Regions from separate parts of the Gossypium hirsutum genome. Here all the other regions are linked to region 1. Evidence: chromatin contacts called from public Hi-C data. All regions are on one chromosome and are shown on one strand. The core of a region is the stretch at or near the end of the contact, and the rest is flanking DNA. Distances in the headings are between cores, read along the strand shown. Region 1 holds the start of LOC107896750. Region 2 holds the start of LOC107896748 (expansin-A4-like). Region 3 holds the start of LOC107896757.

The links. A called contact is a pair of places that touch in the nucleus more often than the background predicts.
Region 2: a contact with region 1 is called in a Hi-C map of leaf, with 3 times the contacts expected there. The contact joins the promoter of LOC107896748 here to the promoter of LOC107896750 in region 1. A contact is called at or near these places in 17 of 34 Hi-C or Micro-C datasets (anther, callus, hypocotyl and 3 more).
Region 3: a contact with region 1 is called in a Hi-C map of leaf, with 1.8 times the contacts expected there. The contact joins the promoter of LOC107896757 here to the promoter of LOC107896750 in region 1. A contact is called at or near these places in 3 of 34 Hi-C or Micro-C datasets (hypocotyl and leaf).

Annotation. Positions count from the first base shown.
Region 1 is chrA10:86,415,769-86,419,018 of Gossypium_hirsutum_v2.1, reverse strand. LOC107896750 reads right to left here and starts at 1,531. Exons shown (of 9, transcript XM_016822014.2): 1 at 1,253-1,531; 2 at 1,102-1,164; 3 at 968-1,023; 4 at 440-533; 5 at 261-321. The coding sequence starts at 1,363.
Region 2 is chrA10:86,863,369-86,866,618 of Gossypium_hirsutum_v2.1, reverse strand. It overlaps LOC107896748 (expansin-A4-like), which reads left to right and starts at 1,669. Exons shown (of 3, transcript NM_001326844.1): 1 at 1,669-1,864; 2 at 1,950-2,262; 3 at 2,337-2,951. The coding sequence starts at 1,705. The coding sequence ends at 2,640.
Region 3 is chrA10:86,034,513-86,037,762 of Gossypium_hirsutum_v2.1, reverse strand. It overlaps LOC107896757, which reads left to right and starts at 1,655. Exons shown (of 1, transcript XM_016822023.2): 1 at 1,655-2,582. The coding sequence starts at 1,853. The coding sequence ends at 2,374.

The sequences.
Region 1 (3,250 bases), core at 282-2,781:
ATAACTCTCACATCTCTCCTGATCCAAAAACAAATTTGACCACAACTTTGCTGCAAGCTATCAATTAATAATTAATTTTTCTAAAATGGCATTGCTTATTTTGATTCATCAATTTAATTTTCTTTTTTTTTCACATTTATTATGGGATTAGTTGGGAAAATTATTCGTAGACTATTATAATTTCCTAATACACTCTCACATGTTTCTCTATTTGTTAGCAAACTAGTACCACACTGAAACATATAGATAAGACTACATACAGTGATGAGGCATATCTACAATTTTAGCAGTGACACCGTGCAAATCACCACCTGAGTACCTCTGAACGACAAAGAAACCACAAGAACTCAGTCAAATCAAGCAAAATAACTAGACATGTATCAGTCAAGAAGTTACGATTTCCAAAAGGAAAGGGGTAAAAGCTACAAAAATATCTTACCAAATGCATGTCAATCATTGGAACTTCAGAACTTTTACGATTTATAAGAAAAAGCCAAGGAACAAGAAACTTCTCCTTCCCAACTTGGAATGATCTAGACGTGAGTCAAACATTGTAAAACATGGATTACTATAATAATTTCTAAAAATATTGAACTTATGAACTATAAAAACATTTTATACAGAAGCAAAAGATAGTTGCTAAGAAAAACTATTGGCCTTAGTTTATGAGAAAAAATTAGGAGTGGAAAGCAAAGGATAAGAATATACCAGAAAATGAGCCCAGAAGTTAAAGCTCAGGTCTGAATCTCAGACTCATTATTCGGAGTATGAAAAACGCTTACTCGAAAAAAAGCTGAATGAAAATACATTTTTGGACTCAAAAACATTTCATTCATGAATCTGAGTAATTAAATTCGATAGTTTCAGTTTTCTCTTCGTTTAGCTATGAAACCCTAGCATTTGCAACTAATGCCAAAAAAAAAAAGAGGTTGTATTAAGAAAATCATAAATTTGAATAAAGTCTTACATTTTATATGGATCAGCTCCCGTGTAACCAGTCGGCTTTGCTATAGGAATTAACACCTGCAAATTAATTTATATATAAATGAAAATTTCAAAAAAGAAACAGAAATGGGGAAGATTGAAAAAGAAGAAAAATACCTCCCGATTAACGGCAAAAATTGGGCAATGTTTCCCGATCACGTCATGCCAAACAGTTCTAGACTAAAATTAATCAAATTCAGAGATCTTAACTTCAAAATTAGATTAAAAAATTTTTAAAAAAAAGAAAGGAAAAGAAAAGACAACTGACGGAATGGTATTGACCCATCTTGCTCATCGGAACTATGTCCCCTGGCCTGTAAGCAACGGAAATAAAAGGAAGACAAAGTAACAGGAAAACTAAAAGACACAGCGACGCCATTATTCTGCAATGTTCTCGTCAGCCGCGTTTCTTCTCACCGCCGAGAGAATTCCGAATTACTCAACACTTGTTTCTTTTTTTATTCATTTCTAACTTTTGCTTCGATGGAGTCCACCCAGGCCAGGGGCCTGAGCCTGTTACGGAATACGGGCCAGCAGTTATACTTTCCTCGATTCGGTCCAAAAATAATGTTCATACATAATAAAACATGTGTTATTTTTTTTAAAAATAAAATGATTTAGAAAGTGAAAAACTGACCAAAAATTTATAATTAAAAAAAGTAACAAATGTCGTCAATATTTCATGCCTTTAGCTTTTTATATGAATATTTTTTTTTTAACATTACATGAAAGTTTGTTTTATAAGCAATATAAAATCACCTTTCAAAAACATACACACTCAATTCACCTTTCAAAACTACTTTCTATATTTGCATATCCATCATCCTACGTTTTTCTAAATATTTACAAAATAGTTATTAACATAACATCATAATGTTAAAGGTGTAATTTTCTGACGAAATTAATTGTTAGCTTATATGTATCCAAGGAAAAATTTTATATTATTTAATTTATAAAGAAAGTTTTTACAATATTATTTTAATGAATTATCTAAAAAGAAAAACCAAAATTTCAATATATATATATATATAAGTTTTAAATCATTACTAGATTTTATGATATATTCATGATATGCCTAAAAATTTATGTATCAAATATATTTATTAAAATTTTATATAAAATTAATTGATATTTCGGTTACAATAGTAAAGTAAATATTCATTAAGTATGTTGTATTGAGTTCAAATCTCATTAGGATAATTTTTTATTTATTTGTCATATATAAAAATAAAAACACTCTTGTAAAAATGTATCTTAATTTATATATAAAAGAGTAATTTAATAATTTCACAACTAAATTAATATGATATTAACTTAATAAAAAACTTAATATAAGTAAGTATGATATAAATACATAAAATCCAATGTGGGCAAAAAAAGGTATCTTATGTAAACAATTCATTTAAGACAATAGAAAAGTTTTAGATGAAATTATAAGATGTTTACGAAATTTTTGTAATAAATTTATTATATATAAGTTAAATAACAATATATTGTAATAGGAAATCCTACTTGACTCATCCTTGCAACTTCTATTACTTTTTTCTTATGAATAAATCATTATAAAATGCGTAAACTATCAAAATAGTTATGTTTATTTGTTTCAAGTTATATTTTAGTCATTTATATTTGAAATGTTACGTTTTAATCATTTACATTAACGTGCTATAACATTTTAGTCATTGAGTTGTTAATTGTCATTAACAGTGTAACGGTAAGTTGACGTGGCACATTAAATCATTATTTCAAACAAAAATTTTAGATTAAATTATACAATTGATTCATATTTTTTTAGTTTTGAGTAATTTAACTTTTTTTTTCTTTTATGTTCTTTTAACTTTTTTTTTCATTCTTTTCTGCTTCTCCCTCTATTTTTTCGCATTGCAAATGCTTGAGCAACAGCAACTATATTTCTAATATATTTCTTCTCTTGAAGCTATTTTTCCATATAATTCTTCAATTGGATGCATGCATGCAGAATCTTACTTCACTATCAGTGGGGAACATTGAAGATGATATCCATTTTTATATACATGCTCAATGCCTATGATATGCATGGAAGACTGAATAATTTAGAGTCCCAACATCATGCTGTGAAGAACTTTGCTGGCACAAAGACCTGCAGTCCTCAATATCTTCTCCAACTTGGCCTGAATGCCTCGCAAGGTCCGAGGTTCAATGCTGAAGTAGCAACCTTTGCCCTCAGTGAGTGCCACTCAGGCTTTCTTTCTTCCCCCTTTCCAAACTACCAGGATGTGGCTCTCAT
Region 2 (3,250 bases), core at 420-2,919, 450 kb before region 1:
AGATTAGACAAAGTCAATGCACCCCTCAATGAATAGATATTATTCCCAATGAAAGTTTCGTTTTCAACTCTACCAAAAACTCAAAAGTCTCAAGAGACGCGGCCTGAATCGTGACTGGGTAGCGGGTAACAATACTACAACCCATAAATGCTTTATAGCGTATAGATCATGGGTTTAGCTTTGGATCCCATAAAGTACAAATACTGAGGTTTCTTTAGTGAATGATCATGCATGGACACATGATGTCTCTTTTTAGGCATTTGACAAACTCGTCATTTTTTCATACAATTTCTTTGGTCACTTAAATTCTCAATAAAATTAGAAAACAGCCCTCAAAAATAATATTGATACGTTGAAAGATTTATCAACTTTCGACCATCGACACTTTAAAAAAATTAGAAAGTTATAATTTTTTTTTCAAAAAAACTATAATACCTCTCTAGTTTTAGCTAATTAAATTATTATTATTTTATTATTTTATTGTTATTAAAAGTGTAACTTGCACTCAACTATTAGTAAGTTTACGTTTTGATCACTTAATTTCAGAAAGTTAAAAAATGGTCTTTGAACTATTCGAAAATTTTCATTTAAGTTACTGGAATATTTAAAAGTTTTTATTTAAGTCACCGGGCTATTAAGTTTTTTTTTAAAAATTCGATTAGCAAGTTCCAAGCTACGATTCGATAAGTGATACAATGGATTTATACTTATTGACAAATAGAATATACATTAGGTCCAAGTTGATATTACGGTCAGTGTTGAAAATCGAAAAAAAATATTTGGATTTTGATTCATAAATTTATGACTTCAAAGCTGGTTCATGAAAAAGAACTAAAGTGTAAGAGGGAAGGAAAAAAATATCTTTTGATTGGCACAAACAGTGCGAACAAAGAAGACCACACAATAACAATTTTAACAATATACTAATTTAAATGAAAAATTTTCAATAATTTAATAAGTTAACCGAGGAAAACTTACTAAGAGTTAGTTACCCCTGTTAAAATAACTTTCATGAAGTAATAGAAACTTTTAGTACGTATCATCTTATATAGAACAATTTCTATTTTCAGAAAGTCAAGAAAATTGTATTCTAGAAAATGGCGACTTCTTCACCTTCAGTCCTTCCCTGATCGGCGCTTGTGAAAAACGAAAAACCTGAGTCTGATTGGCTGACTGAAAATGAACCTACTCATCACCATTCACTATTACCAACTTCAAATGATAGGGGAATTAACTGGTAAAGTGTAACTCCACCGATGGTTGAGGTGGTTGGCTGGAGTTAAATGAGATTTTTTTAGTTTTGTTTCAAGTGGCTTCAATTGCAAGCAATTAGGAGACTGCGCTGGAATAACCCCTCGCTCAACCTTCCGCCATTGTTATGGTTTAATTAAACATTATGTTTCCATCCATCTATATTTATATCCATTAAAACAAGTCGTTGAGCAAATAATGGATACTGGATACCATCATATCTATGATTAAAATTTTGCATGTGCCCTTTTAATGTATAGCTTAAGCCTTAATTATCCTCCAAATTTGTACTCTTTCACCACTTAATTAGCTACGTACGGTACTTAGCGTTGCTTGTCATCTTCTGTACTACAAACTCTTTCTCATTTTGTATAAATAGCTATACACTTTTTCTCTCCTCAAATCAATAAGGTTAGGTCAGCCAATTGTTTGAGCTAGCTAGCTCTTACTCAAATGGCAACCAAAACGATGATGTTGCAAATATTTCCACTTTTCTTCTTTTTGTTCAGTGTCTGCAACTCCATTTTCCTTGGTGCTAATGGAGATGACAATGGTGGTTGGCAAACTGCCCATGCCACCTTCTACGGTGGTGCTGATGCTACCGGCACAATGGGTGAGTTTCAAACTTTCAAACCATTACGGCATTACCTACATAAAAATCTCTAGGCTATGTTCTTAATTTGTGATGTTCTCTATAGGGGGAGCTTGTGGTTATGGAAACCTGTACAGTCAAGGGTATGGAACGAGCACAGCAGCTTTGAGCACTGCACTTTTCAACAATGGCTTGAGCTGCGGTGCCTGCTACGAGCTCCGGTGCAACAATGATCCTCAATGGTGCATTAGTCGAACCATAACCGTGACAGCCACCAACTTTTGTCCACCTAACTATGCTTTATCTAGTGACAATGGCGGGTGGTGCAATCCCCCACGAGAACACTTTGATTTGGCCGAACCGGCATTCTTGCGGATAGCAGAATATCGAGCTGGAATCGTCCCTGTTATGTTCAGAAGGTGGTGAATAAAACTCAATTCAAATCATCACTCTTTAAGGTATGTTAAACTGTTGGGTGTTTGACCTTTTGCAGGGTGTCATGTGTGAAGAAAGGAGGCATCAGGTACACCATGAATGGACATTCGTACTTCAACATGGTGTTGATAACGAACGTGGGAGGGGCAGGGGATATAACGTCAGTGTCCATCAAGGGTTCCAGAACAGGATGGCTACCTATGTCCAGAAATTGGGGCCAAAACTGGCAGAGCAATGCTTACCTTAACGGACAAAGCCTCTCTTTTAAAGTGACTGCCAGCGATGGCAGGACTATCACAGCCTACAATGTAGTGCCTGCTGGTTGGCAATTCGGACAAACTTTTGAAGGAGGCCAGTTTTAAGACAATATTATAGTGTCTGTCTAATATAAAACTGGAATTGACATATTACTTATATAAGGCACATGAGCGTTTTATGCCGAGGTAGCAAAATGGCGCCCGCTGGCTTTATGTGTGAAATAGGCGAGCAAGTGCCATTAGCCTATAATCTATACATTTCTTATAGTGAACCAAACTATTAAGTTTGAACTCTAGAGGATATATCCATAATGTCTGAAATTTGTTTGTTGATGATTGACCATGATATTTATGGTTTTCATTATTGAAATACCTTTTTTTATAATTTATAAATAATGGGTCATTTATTTTTGCAAGTATTTTCGACATATTTTATGATTTATCAACTAATGTCATTAATCAAAATTATGATGCAATATTGAATCAGGAGTGTATAAATGAATTATTGAGACATCATATAAGATATAAAAGATGTATCATCTTTTTTAAGTTGAGCACTCATATAGTAAGATTAAGCCCCTAATATAAGTTACTATTTCAGTGGTGCATATGTTGAATGGTAGCTTTGTTGAGGCAAATAATTTTGCCCAAGGTGCTATGTAGCAGAGAGCGGGAGTTGCACATTTGTCATACTTCTAGGGAGCCAAACCATGCA
Region 3 (3,250 bases), core at 406-2,905, 380 kb after region 1:
AATATAATAGTATATATTTTAATTAATCTATAATTTAGTTCTAACTAGCAATCCGAATTCTCCCCTGGCGATTGCCCCAGCTAAATCTTTCTTTCGTGGTCCATCTACAGTATCCTAGCGCTGTCGTTGGGGCAACAGCAAGTGAGGCCAGATATATATATGCACAAGCACTTTTGTCAGCTTTGATTAGCCTGCAATATCTTCTCTGCTTCAGCTTTTTATCCGCAGCCATCAATTATACAGAAAATATTTGATATCATTAGAATTTTTAGGGTCCATAAATAAAATTAAAAATTTAACAAATATTTTATATGGATATAATAAATTTTTAAAAATATTTTAAAAAAGAAATATATAACAAAATTTTAAAACCATTTATAAAATTAAAAAATATCCTACCAATACATCAAATATTAACCATTAATATATTGAGTGAAGATATTTTTATAATATTAATTTTAAAGAAAAGGCATTCTCACCTTATTTCCTGTTGGTAAGATTGTTATATATTAATTTTGACCAAAAAATCGACATTCATGGTGACAACTGATGATGGTGGGAGCGGCAGCAGTAGTGCCAAATGGTGATTGATGGTCGAGCTTCACGTAAACGCCCTGACCGATACTGAACCAGCTTCTTAAATAGCGAAGGCCCCACGACCGAAACAAGTCATTGGCTAGAATGTTAATCAATGCGAAGCTAAAAGCATAACGTCTAAATATTTTGAGTTGCAACTCAATTTGCAACTACTTTCAATACAACTTACCAACAGCACAACACTAACTTAAACTACTTTCAAGAAAAACAAAACCTAGGTGGTTCCATTTTCATAACCAAATTATGAAAAATCTTCAAAACAATGTTGTACCTATGTTTTTTTTAAATTATTGTACCATTTTTATATTCCCCATATATGTTTACGCGGCTGAAAAGTTGTTTAAAAAATTGAACATATTTGTATTTGACTTTGAGTTCAAATATCATATACTTAGGCAAATGTCATCTTAATTATAATAGTGGATTTGACTGTAAAAGCAATATAAAATATTATCTTCAATGTATGTTTTAAAATTTAATGTTGATTCATTAGAACAGTATAAATCAAGACTCTAAAGTCCTATTAATAGAAAAATGAAATCATTACGAAACACAAAATAAATTTTGTAGTTGAGTACAAAAGTTTCTCCCTCCCCTTACACGGATAAGAGTAGATAAACATGAATTAATTGGAACTCTCATGTGAGAAAAAAATATTAAAGGTCTCAAGAAGAAAAAGATTTTATTTAACTGTTGTATATTACTAGCATTAATAGAAAATGAAATAATCTTGAGTCTCGAATAATTGATCATATTGTCAAAGTCGTTAAAGTGAAAATAAATCTTATAAGAAAGAGCTTTGATAATTTTGAGATCACATATTTAAATCTCACCGTATGCGTAAATTTAATCTAAAGTTATTAACGTGAATTGAATTCAATCAATTTATTAAATTAATTAATTAATATTTATAATAATTGACTGTAATAGTAAAATTGAACAAAACCTTAAACAAGTGTGAGTGTGAGTGTGAGTGTGAGTAAAAGCTTTGGTGATGTATACCGCAATATTGCCTTTTTTCTTTTTCTTTTGGATAAGTCATGTAAAGTAATATTCTGATATATCTTTACTTATGATTTCAGTTCACTTCTGCTGGTCCTGCTTCTCTAGTATTATAAACCCCAAAAGTAGAGAGATCTTCAAGCCTAAAGCCTTCCTCTCTGGCTCTGGGATTCTTTTCCTTCATATAATCTCCTAAACCAATTGATCACTGAAACCCCAAAAACAGCACCACCACCACAAGTTTCATCCCAAGATGTTTACCACAAGTCCTGATCATCTTCCCCATAATAAGAGTCTCGAAATTAAGCAAGATGACAAGTTCTTTTCCAGGCTTTTATCTAAGGAAAACTCTGTCGCCAATCCTTCTTTCAGGGTCTACTATGGCGGACTCCCCGGTGCTGTCCCTTTCATGTGGGAGTCTCAGCCTGGGACACCCAAATACACATTCTCTGATACATCCATTCCTCCTCTCACTCCTCCTCCATCATACTACTCCAACTCCAACTCCAACTCCAAACCCATCAAGAATAAGCACTCAAGATCTGGTCTTTTCCAGGCATTGTTCCCAAAGATTATCAGTTTGAAGAAAACCAGCAGTCTAGTGCCTACATCACCTCCTCCTTCTTCTTCTTCACCAATGTTTCTTGCAATAAGACCCGGAAAATACCAGAAGAGGAGTCGATTTTTGACCCCAGATGATGAAGTTGATACTGCAGCCATTGGATCACCAACTTCCACTCTGTGTTTCGATATTGGTAGGGGGAAGTATCGGTAAGCTTCGTGGATGATACGGCTGCTGAACATATATCGTCAGCTGTTTAGCATGGATCTGAGTAAACATACAGATTTGATGGATGAGAATCTCTCTCACGTTTGTGTTCATTTACTTTGTAATTGCAACCATCTAGGAATGTATTTTAGTTGGTCTATGGTTAGTTAAAGCTGTGAAAACACCCAAAACTGCAGAATTTGTGGTACTAAATCATTACTATTGCCGGAAAAAATTAGTTGTAATTTTCTAATAATGTCTAATAATGAGTATAAAATTTTGCATTTAAAGAGTAACAAAGCCCAATGAACTTATTAATCATATGTTTTTATATGAGAGAGGTACATTTACCTTCCTTCATAGTCTCCGTTATTATGTTACAAACATGGGGTTTAATGGATCCACCCCCACATATATGCTTAACTCTTACATTCTATGCAACATTCAACAATACATGCGCATCATTTTTCCAACTTTAAAAAAAGAAGAAAACACGTAACTGTTGAGAGGAATTTAAGTCTCTGATTGATTCGGAGAGTTTATTGAGAGTGCTTAAAGCTCATTAAGGAAAAATTTTAAAATTTGGTTTTAGTGAGATTCAAATCCATGCAAGGATCTTAGTAGATAACAACGCTACAACTCGGTTCACTTCAGAAACTGAAATATCTAGTTAATCCTAAACTAAATAAGGAGGGGAAAATGTTATATAACAGCCCCTGAAACTCGAAAGAATTCATAGACAAATTTCAGCTACAAATTTTAATATTTCTTAATTTTCTTAAATATTTTTAGGATTTAAGATTATTGTTTAGAATTTAACCATATTTAAGGTTTAGGTTTTATTTTTATTTCTTTGTTTCTTAATTTTTTTTTGGTTTTTAT